2 separate regions of the Ovis aries genome follow, and region 2 is linked to region 1. Evidence: chromatin contacts called from public Hi-C data. All regions are on one chromosome and are shown on one strand. The core of a region is the stretch at or near the end of the contact, and the rest is flanking DNA. Distances in the headings are between cores, read along the strand shown.

Region 1 (4,850 bases), core at 1,616-4,115:
TACAAGGTGGTGTCTGGAGCGCCAGCCAAGTCTGCATGCCCTGAGAGCCAAAGGGAGGCAGGGTCACCCGCAGTCACCCAGCTCTATCCAGACTGGCCCTATGATCAAAGGCTCTTGCTTTTCTCCCTTGAACTAGCAAAGGATTTCTCAAACACTGGAGTCCTAAGGAACACCTGGAACAGGCTGCCAGGCCCTTCCTCCCAAGACTGCAATTAGGGAAATCAGGATGGGCCCCAGGCTGAAAGAACCTCAGCTCAGACAGTGGACCCCAAGGCCCCTGCAGCCACAAGCTCCAGGACCTGGATTCTTGGCCTCCTGTACCATGGAATCCAGACCAGGTGCCTCGCTATGACTGGTGCGTGTTCCCAAAGGGTTCATTTGTTCTGGGCAGGGCATACACTGGATGCTATGGCAGAAAGCTGAAACAGAAAGCTGTGGAGGGCTGGGCACAGACTGTCCCCAATTCTAGGGGCATTCCTGGGGGAGGGTAAAAACTACGTAAACAGTGGTCAAGGGCCCAGGAAGAAAGGAAGTTACACTCTGGGCAGAGAGTAGAGCTTGTGTAAAGGCACATTCAGTACAGTTAGTAGAGGAAGGACAAGGAGGTCAGCTGAAGAGCCCGGCCCCACAACAGACAGCCCTGCCAAGAAATGAGGACTCGATCCTGTAGACAACAACAACAAAAAAGGGAGTTCCCTGGAGGTCCAGTGGTTAAGACTGAACTTCTGCTTCAAGGGACACAGGTCGGGGAACTCAGATCCCACAGGCTGTGCAGTGCGGCCAAAAACAAACACCAACAGGCCCCTGAACCCTGCAGGAGGCCAGCACTGGCTCCCCTTAGTCACTCACCCAGCACAAACACATGGTACACTACTCTAATCTTACCACCCCTCCCCCTTCCACCAGTCTCCATCCTTTAAGATCAGCTACTAAGAACCCGCCTGCCAACGTAGGAGACATGAGACACGGGTTCAATCCCTGGGTCGGGAAGATCCCCTGGAGGAGGGCATGGCAACCCACTCCAGTATTCTTGCCTGGGGAATCCCATTGGACAGAGGACTCTGGTGGGCTACAGTCCATTGGGTCGCATAAAGCCAGACATGACTGGAGTGATTTAGTGCACACTATTTCTATCCCAAAATCACACATTAGATCCCCTCTGGGCAACTATTAGGTCAAAAGGAGACATGTAATTTAACTGAGGCCATTAACACTAAGCTTGGACTGCAAGGAGATCCAACCAGTCAATCCTAAAGGAAATCAATCCTGAATATTCATTGGAAGGACTGATATTGAAGCTGAAATACTCGAATACTTTGGCCACCTGATGCAAAGAACCAACTCATTGGAAAAGACCCTAATGCTGGGAAAGATTGAAGGCGGGAGGAGAAGGGGATGACAGGGGATGAGATGGTTGGATGGCATCACCGACCAGATGGACATGAGTTTGAGTAGGCTCCAGGAGTTGGTGATGGACAGGGGGGCCTGGTGTGCTGCAGTCCATGGGGTCGCAAAGAGTCGGACACGACTGAGTGACTGAGCTGACTGACTGAAGAATACAATCTCTCCCAAGCAGAGCCAGGTGGTCCAGCCTGGAACAAGACGACTAGCTCTGCTCTGCCCTCTCCAGATCTTATATCCTTACCTCTTGGAGCACTTTCTTGCTGGGAGGAACCCGCTGCTTCTCTAAATGGGTTCATGACCCTGAAGAGAAGGGAAGGAGGAGGCACACTGAGGAGATGAAATGGTTCACATGGGCTGGGTTTGGGCTGGACCAGTTTCAACTGAAATCCTTAGAGCTATGAGAAATGTCACTGTAATCTGAACAACTCAAGCGGCCTAAGACCTTGTCCAGCAGACAGTGCACTTTCAAGTGACCTGCTCCATCCTCAAAAGTCAAACACTGAAAAGAATAAAAAGAGGGGCAGACTTAAAGGCACTGACTGCTGAAATCAACCACGCCAGGAAAGAGCGGGCACGCTGATTCTCCAGGGGGCCGCAGTTAAAGGGAAGCTAGGATCAACGAAGTCAGCTAATAGAGGCTCCGAGACACGCCCCCTGGACCATGCCTGCAGCGTGCTGTGAACGCACAATTCAGGTAGGGTACGGATTAAGGGCTTAGGCTTCTGCTGGCACTGGCAATGGGCATCGCAACTAAGACACCTCCCTCCTGACCCCTGGATCCAGGCCAGGCCCCACAATGACCGAGTCACCTACCCGGAGCCTCTAGCTGGGGCCCCGCTCACCTTGCATTTGAAGCCGGCGGCGGGCGGCAGCAGCTCCCGCAGCAAAACCTTGGCCACCTCGCGGCTGGCCTCCTCGCTTACGAAGTGCAGGTTAAGCACCTCGTGCGCCTCGAACTTCGCGAGGCGCAGCAGGGAGCGGAGGGCGACGCGGGCCTTGGCCTGCAGCGCGGCATTGTGTTCGGCCTTGGTGAACATCATCAGCAGGTGGTAGTCCACCGGCCCGGCCCCGCCGCCCTCCAGGCTCTTGGCCTTAGCGCCCGGGGCCGGCGCCAAGGATGCCCGCGCCAGCTCCAGCGCCGGCGGCGAGGGCGCAGCAGGGGCCCCGGCGCGGGCCTCCTTCAGCCTCTTGGTGGCGCTGGAGAAGGTCTCCCGGCCCGAGCCCAGGTAGTAGAAAGCACAGACCGCCAGCGCCGCGGCCAGCAGCAGCGCGCAGTAGTGGGAGCGCACAGCGCCCAGACGCGCCATGGCCCGAGCGCACGGGGGCCCGCCTCGGAGGAGACCCATGCGCCGCCGGCCCGCGAACAGATCAGCCGGCGAGTTGCGGCAGAGACCAGTATCCCGGCAGCAAGTTAGCAGCCCCGGTAGCTGGCGGCAGCCATGGCGGGGGCGGAGCCGAGCTGCCAATCTGCGGGCGCTGATACGCGGAGAGGCGGTGCCAGGCTGCCTGGCAGCCACTGGGTCCTAAGCTCAGAAGGATTACAGCGGGGTCGGGCGGTGAGCCCGCGGGAGTCCCTCCAGCGTGTTCGACAGAGGCGGTGAGGACTTGGCCACACAAGCCAGCAGGCTGTGCGGTCTGTGGAAAATGGCCCTCGTTAAGCGCACAGCCCCAGGCGCTAGAAACCGAAGCTAAGCCTTCGGAAGCAAAAAGACTAAACTGGACGCACAAAAAATGTTCTCTATATCTTTTCCCTCCTAATTTCTTGAAGGCTTTATGTCCTCTCCCTGACTCCTTTCACACCTTGGCGACTAGGGCTAAAGAATTTAAACTAGCAACTCCTTTCCCATTCTCGGTGAAGTAGGATTGGCACCCGAGGTATGAATCACTTGCTCACCTCACTTGGCATCTGAGGCCGACCAGAGGCAACCTATGGGTTGTAGCCACCAGGGGGGCCACCTGCCACAAACTTTGGGTGGTTCAGAGCTCCCCAGGAAGCTTGTGGTTTTTTTTTTTTAACAGACTTCAACACTTTAAAAGAGACTTACTGTATACCCAGTGGTTTTACAAAATTAACTGAGGTGTAACTGAGGTCACTTGCTCAGGTCACACGGTCTCAGCTTTGACAGTGAAGCAGACACTCTTCCACAGCAGAAGAGGGTGCCTATATTCTGCCAACACTAAAATCTAAGAAAACTTTCAGTTCTCTCTCCTATCCACAGAACAATGGTTATCAAAATTTTATTGGTACTAGCAGCACTAGGGAGCTTGATAAAACACAAAGGCTCAGGCCCTATTACCTTCAACGAGTCTGGGCCTTGATGGTGATTCTTCTGCAAGCCAAAGTTTGAAAAGCAGTGCCCTGGATTTTCACACAGTCAACCTCTCCTGCTTCAGACCTTGGCTTGGGTGTCCCTGCCTCAAAGAGTGGTCTCTAAACACCAGCCCTTGCAGTGTCCAGATGAGGCACCATCCTCAAGGATACCATAAGGGCCACCTAAGAACTACCCATTCCCATCTTTCTCTGCTGCAAGAAGGCAAAACTTCAAGAGAGCAGGCAGTGTGTCTTTCTTTAACCATAATATCTCCAGTAACTGATGGTGCTTGACTCACTGAATGAGCATCAGAAATATACCCACCCATTGTAAACCATCATTTTCATAACAGAATAAGGGAAAATGTACTCAAATATTTAGCCACAAGGGTAATGCAGAGCTAGGTTTATGATGACAAGATATTAAAATCAAATGTTCATCAGTAAAGTGAAACTAAAGATGCTGTTGGGAATTCTCTGGTGATCCAGTGGTTAAGAGTCTGCCTGCCAGTGCAGGGGACATGGTTTCAATCCCTGGTCCAGAAAGAAACCATACACCACATGACAGGTAAGCCTGTGCACCACTACTGAGCCAGCACTCTAGACCCCACAAGCCACAGCTACTGAATCCAAGTGCCTGCAGCTTGGGCTCTGCAACAAGAGAAGCCACCACAATGAGAAGCCCACTCGCCCACAACCACAGAAACCCTACACACAGCAATGAAAACCCAGTGCAGCCAAAAATAGGTAATTTTTTTTTTTTAATTTTTAGAAAACAAAGGTGCTGTTGGTGCTGTAGTCAACAAACTCTAAGTGGAAATTTTTTAAAGTGACAAATGGAGGAAGAACCTATAGATTTACAGACTCAACAGATACATTAGCCAATTGCAATGAATGGAACTTACATAAATTCTGATTTGAAAAATCTTTTTTTAAAGAACACAAGATACTGAGGAATTTGAATACTGACTACATAGTTTCATAGTTTAAGAAAGGTGATATAATTTTTTAAGAACAGTCCTTTTCCCGCAACTGTTTTATATTGAAATATATAGTTGATTAACAATGTTGTGTCAAGTCCAGGTGTACAGCAAAGTGATTCAATTATACACATACATGTATCTAAGTCTTTTCC
Region 2 (4,904 bases), core at 310-2,809, 560 kb before region 1:
CAGTCGTGTCCGACTCTGTGTGACCCCATAGACGGCATCCCACCAGGCTCCCCTGTCCCTGCGATTCCCAAAAAAACATTCTATGGCCTTGAGGGTGGTGTTAGCTCTTTTAGTCAACACTAGTAACAGTTAACATTTAAATGAGCACTTTCTTACCTCGTGATAATTATTTTCCGTTTACTTTCTTATATAATTTTCAAAATCTTTTGAAATAAACTTCATATCTCGATCAGGATTAAACTGGATAGAATAAATTGCCTACAGTCATAAGCTAATAAGTTGCAGAGGTATTTGAATCTAAACCCATAAACCATATACTCTGGTTCTGGCAGCCACTGTTGGTCAACTTTTTTAGACAGACACCCACAGTAAGAAATACACTTCACGTAGTGACTTAAATGCTGTGAGATACTGTGAGATGCTGTGTACCATTCAGTAAAGTGAAAACAAAAGAATCCTGAAAGTTACCTTTATTACATTACACACAATGTGGTATTTTCTTGAGTTTTATTCTGTGGGGTGAAAAGCTTGGCTAGTTGCCACTTACTGATCTGATTCCAGACACACCTCAGTTTCATAAGATAAACATCATCCTAACCTACATGTTCTGTACAGGTACAAATAAATAAAAAAATTGAAGGCTAAAAGGCTAGGTGGTTTGCCCAAAGGCCACAGAATCAGCAAAAGTCAGGGTAAGGATTAGAATCTAGTTCTTTACTGAGAACTTCGTGAATTCTCAAACACTTCGAGGAATAAATGTCAAAATGACAATTACAAATCAATCAAACCACTTCATCCGCTCTTCAAGGATCCTAAAACTATGGCCGTTTCCAGGCCCAGGAAGCTACTAGGCCCGCCAAACTTTGGAGAAATGCTGTCCAGTTCTGAGTAACACCACTAGGGAATAAAAAAAAGTGCAGCACGAATCTGAATTATTTTGTACTTTTGCTACCAACCAGCGGCCCTTGGAGGATCAATTCTTTAGAAAAATGAATACAAGAAGAAGTCGTTTTTGCGTAATTCCTGTGCAGAAACTTCCAAATGCTTCCACGGCCTACAGGATAAATATCAAACTTTTGCCCTGGTTTTCAAGATCTCACTCCGACCTCATCACATTAGCCTCCACCTCTGGGCCGTGTCTTGCTAGGAGGGCCTGTTTATCCGCCTGGTTGATTCTAACGGTCTTGAGCATTTGCGCATTTCAGTATCCGAGAGGGTCTGGGGGTGGGTCTAGAACGGATCCCCGCCGTTACCGGGGGCAACTGTATTCATCCCTAGAAACCCTACTTTGGCATCATTTGCTTTGGAATATTTTCCTGAGAACTCTGACCGTAAATTTCGCAGCGTTCAGACTCACAACTAGGCAGAAAGACAAGGTTTTTACCCAGGAGTCAGGGTGGCGGTGGCTACGGCTCCGTTGAACTTGCTGGCGGATAAGAGCCCGGCCAAGGGTTCCACCCTCTGGAGCTCTCCTCCGACCCATGCTTGTCCAGAAAACGAACGAAAAGCGGCAGGCATGAGTCACACCAGTTTTCTGGGTATTCAAGAGCGCGATCTCCGGAAGTGACGTATAGGCGAGCCCAAGTGGTTAAGGCCCGAAGTAGCAGGGAAACAGAATAATTTGCCTCAAATCGCCACTTATATATCTCACATTTGCCACTACGATAGAAATTAAATGCAAAAGGTGGTTTTAGAGCTTAATTTTCAATATATTTTCCTAAGAATATCTCAAAGTTGGATAAGGCGAGTAGATTAAACGAATGGTACCGTCTAAATTTGTGCGTCGATTTTTAGTGTTCGGGGTACAACTAGGAGACTCGGAAAAAAGTGGCCGGGCATAGTTGCGGTAGCAGCCACGCCTCCTTTTAATTTCGTCAGGAGGAGGTGGAGACCTGCGTGAAGGGTGTTCCTGCAGCGCTAGGTGGCGTTGCTTCCTGGCGCTAATTTTCGGCCTAGTGTTTTAAGGTGTGGCTTCATCGCGGTCACGCCTGGCAACTAAACAGCTTTGTGTTTACTTGGTCTTCCTAAGCTGTGAATTGGTGAGAAGAGTTCCTGCGTGGATGGCAGTTTGGAATGGAAAGAGCTTGACAAGGTTGCAAGGAAAGCCAAAGGAATCTGACTTAAACGTTTTTGGTTATTTTTCCAAATAGCTTTTTAAAAAGCATTTAAAACTCCTAGCTAGAATTGTATTTAAATTTTCCGATAAATTAAAATAAAGTGAAAGCAGTGACCCCGCTCCACTCTTTGTGGCCTTTTGCTCCTCACTTTATCTTTAGAGAAGTTGGATTAGAGTTATGAGGGTGTTGGGGGTTTTAACTATTCTCATTAATCAGAACACCTCATTGTTGTGATGCTCTGAGAGCAAGCAGCGTGCCCAAATCATAGCTGAAATATATTCGGTCAGGCATCAAACCCAAGTCTCCTCAATATTTTATCCGTTCCTGGGGGGGATGAGAGGGGAAAATGTCGGTTGTTATTGTGTATTTTAGAACCTAGTTCTTCCCCAACTTTGATGTGCATGTGAACCCTCTAGGAATCTTACTAACGTGCTGATTCTGACTGATAAGGTCTAGGGTCTGGCGGCACTGGGTCCTTCCAGGAGATGATGATGATGTTGGTCTGGCCCACAGGCCACTCTGAAGAGCAAGAGAAGTCCATTTCCTGCTGGTACAGATGAAGACCCTGAAGAGCACTGGCTAGAAGTCAGTCACAGCAAGTTTGGGTCAGGAAGAGCTGGAACCATATCCCCCACCCATGTCTGCATTCCCTGCTAAGCCCTGCTGTGGGCTGTATCTCACTGCTGACTCTAACTGAATTGGAGTGCACTTTCACCAGATAGCTCAGTTGGTAAAGAATCTGCCTACAATGCAGGAGACCTGGGTTCGATTCCTGGGTCGGGAAGATCTCCTGGAGAAGGAAATGGCAACCCACTTCAGTATTCTTGCCTGGAGAATTCCATGGACAGAGGAGTTTGGTGGGCTACAGTCCATGGGGTCACAAAGAGTCGGACACGACTAAGCAACTTCACTTCACTTTGGTAATGGCAACCCGCTCCAGTATTCTTGCCTGGAAAATCTCAGGGACTGAAAAGCCTGGTAGGCTACAGTCCATGGGGTCGCAAAGAGTCGGACAGGACTGAGCAACTTCACTTCACTTTGGGAAACACGCAAAGGATTGCTGACAAACCATGTAGCAGTCGGCATGGCTTCGGGAAGGTGGTGCTCACAGATAGTGAAGGAAAGCATTATAATGTGCTTTCTCCCATCTCTCAACTTAGAGACAGCATATCTTTAAAAAAAACCTGAGGAATTTCTGTGGCAGTCTACTGATTAAGACTCCACCCTTCCACTGCAGGGGGCATGGGTTGGATCCCTGGTCAGGAACTAAGATCGTACATGCATTGAGGTATGGCCACAATAACATACAATAAAATTGGATTACTAAAACAAACAAACAAAAAACCCCCAAACCTGAACATCATCTCCAGAACTAAGATGGAAGAGAGAGTTTCTGGCATTCTCTTAGAGCTGAGTGGATAAAGAAAGAAAGAAAGAAAATGAATTTGCTCAGTCATGTCCGACTCTTTGTGACCCCATGGATTGTAGCCTACCAGGCCTCTCCGTCCATGGGATTTACCGGGCAAGAGTACTGGGGTGGGCTGCCACTTCCTTCTCCAGGGGATCTTCCTGACCCAGGGATCGAACCCAGGTTTACTGCGTTTCAGGCAGGCGCTTTACCCTCTGAGCCACCAGGGCTCAGGGGACAAAACTAACTCATAAAGCAAGATTCAATGAACTTTATATTCTAGTGACAATAATAATGAGAGGATGTAAACAAACCTGCCACCTAGAGCTCAGTTAGAAACTTGGGACTTCACCTTCATTTCCTCTTCCAGATTTTGTCACCTTCAGCAATTTAAGGAAAACAAACACTTTTGGTCTCTATTGTCATTCTTCTCCTAGGCTTCAAAAAATCTGGATCAAATAAAGTGATAATTTAATCAAGATAGGGCATCAAAAAGACACTGGCATCGTAAAATGTCAACAACTACTCTTAGCTGACAAGTAAGGCATTAAAAAAAGTCTACTCCCCCCCTGAGATACTCCTCAAATCTACCACTGACGAAGAACTAAATCTCAGCTTTCTTATCTGGTTAATGAAGATAATAATAATTTCTGTCCTGCAGAGGTAGTAAATGAGATAATGCTGCAAGATCATTGCCTAGTATTTTGTGTTCATTTTCACAACTGAACAATTTTTTTCCCCAACAACTGGACAATGCCGGTGAGATTCCAGATGTATAATTGGTTCATACTGAAGGATTATGAGGCTAGTTCAGTGAGAGGGCAAGGAGGAAGGGGAATTGAGGATGCTGATGAGACACGATTGTGGGATCTAGATTCAGAGGAACAAAGTGAAATGGGGACACAGGGAGTGATGATGGTGATGGTCAAGGGTGGAGAAGGTGTTTGTTGCTGCTCCTGAGTGAGGAAGTTGCAAAGATGAATCAGCCCAGTCCCTACCCTCTAACTACAAAAGCCATTCCACCCACACATTTCAGGGAACAACACAACCCAGCCAAACTCCCTTCATCACTTTGTCACGACAGTGGAAATGTTTGTGTCTGGAAGACTAGTCAGATCTTTCTAATACCCCATATAGCTGAGACCTGTTGAGGCCAAGATTCCCTAAATAGCTGACCCTTGGGGAATGTTGCATTGATTTGGAGATTTGGAGCCTCCTGTTCAGTTTCCAAATAGCAATATGGGGTGTTCCTCATTCTTGATTTACTGTGATTCAACAAATGCAATTCCAAGTCCCCCAAACCCACATGCAGGAATAAACCTTGGAGCAGCTTTCTGCTCTCCAGCTTCACACTCTTGTGCTTCTGAGCTCCACCTCTC

What was found. Hi-C and Micro-C count contacts between places; a contact is called where the count stands out from the background.
Region 2: a Hi-C map of hypothalamus shows a contact between it and region 1, with 4 times the contacts expected there. The contact joins the promoter of LSG1 here to the promoter of XXYLT1 in region 1. A contact is called at or near these places in 13 of 16 Hi-C or Micro-C datasets (blood, hypothalamus, liver and 6 more).

The regions. Positions count from the first base shown.
Region 1 is chr1:193,139,837-193,144,686 of ARS-UI_Ramb_v3.0, reverse strand. XXYLT1 (xyloside xylosyltransferase 1) reads right to left here and starts at 2,865. Exons shown (of 4, transcript XM_027957138.3): 1 at 2,247-2,865. The coding sequence starts at 2,750.
Region 2 is chr1:193,698,354-193,703,257 of ARS-UI_Ramb_v3.0, reverse strand. LSG1 (large 60S subunit nuclear export GTPase 1) reads right to left here and starts at 1,559. Exons shown (of 14, transcript XM_060404399.1): 1 at 1,385-1,559. The coding sequence starts at 1,483.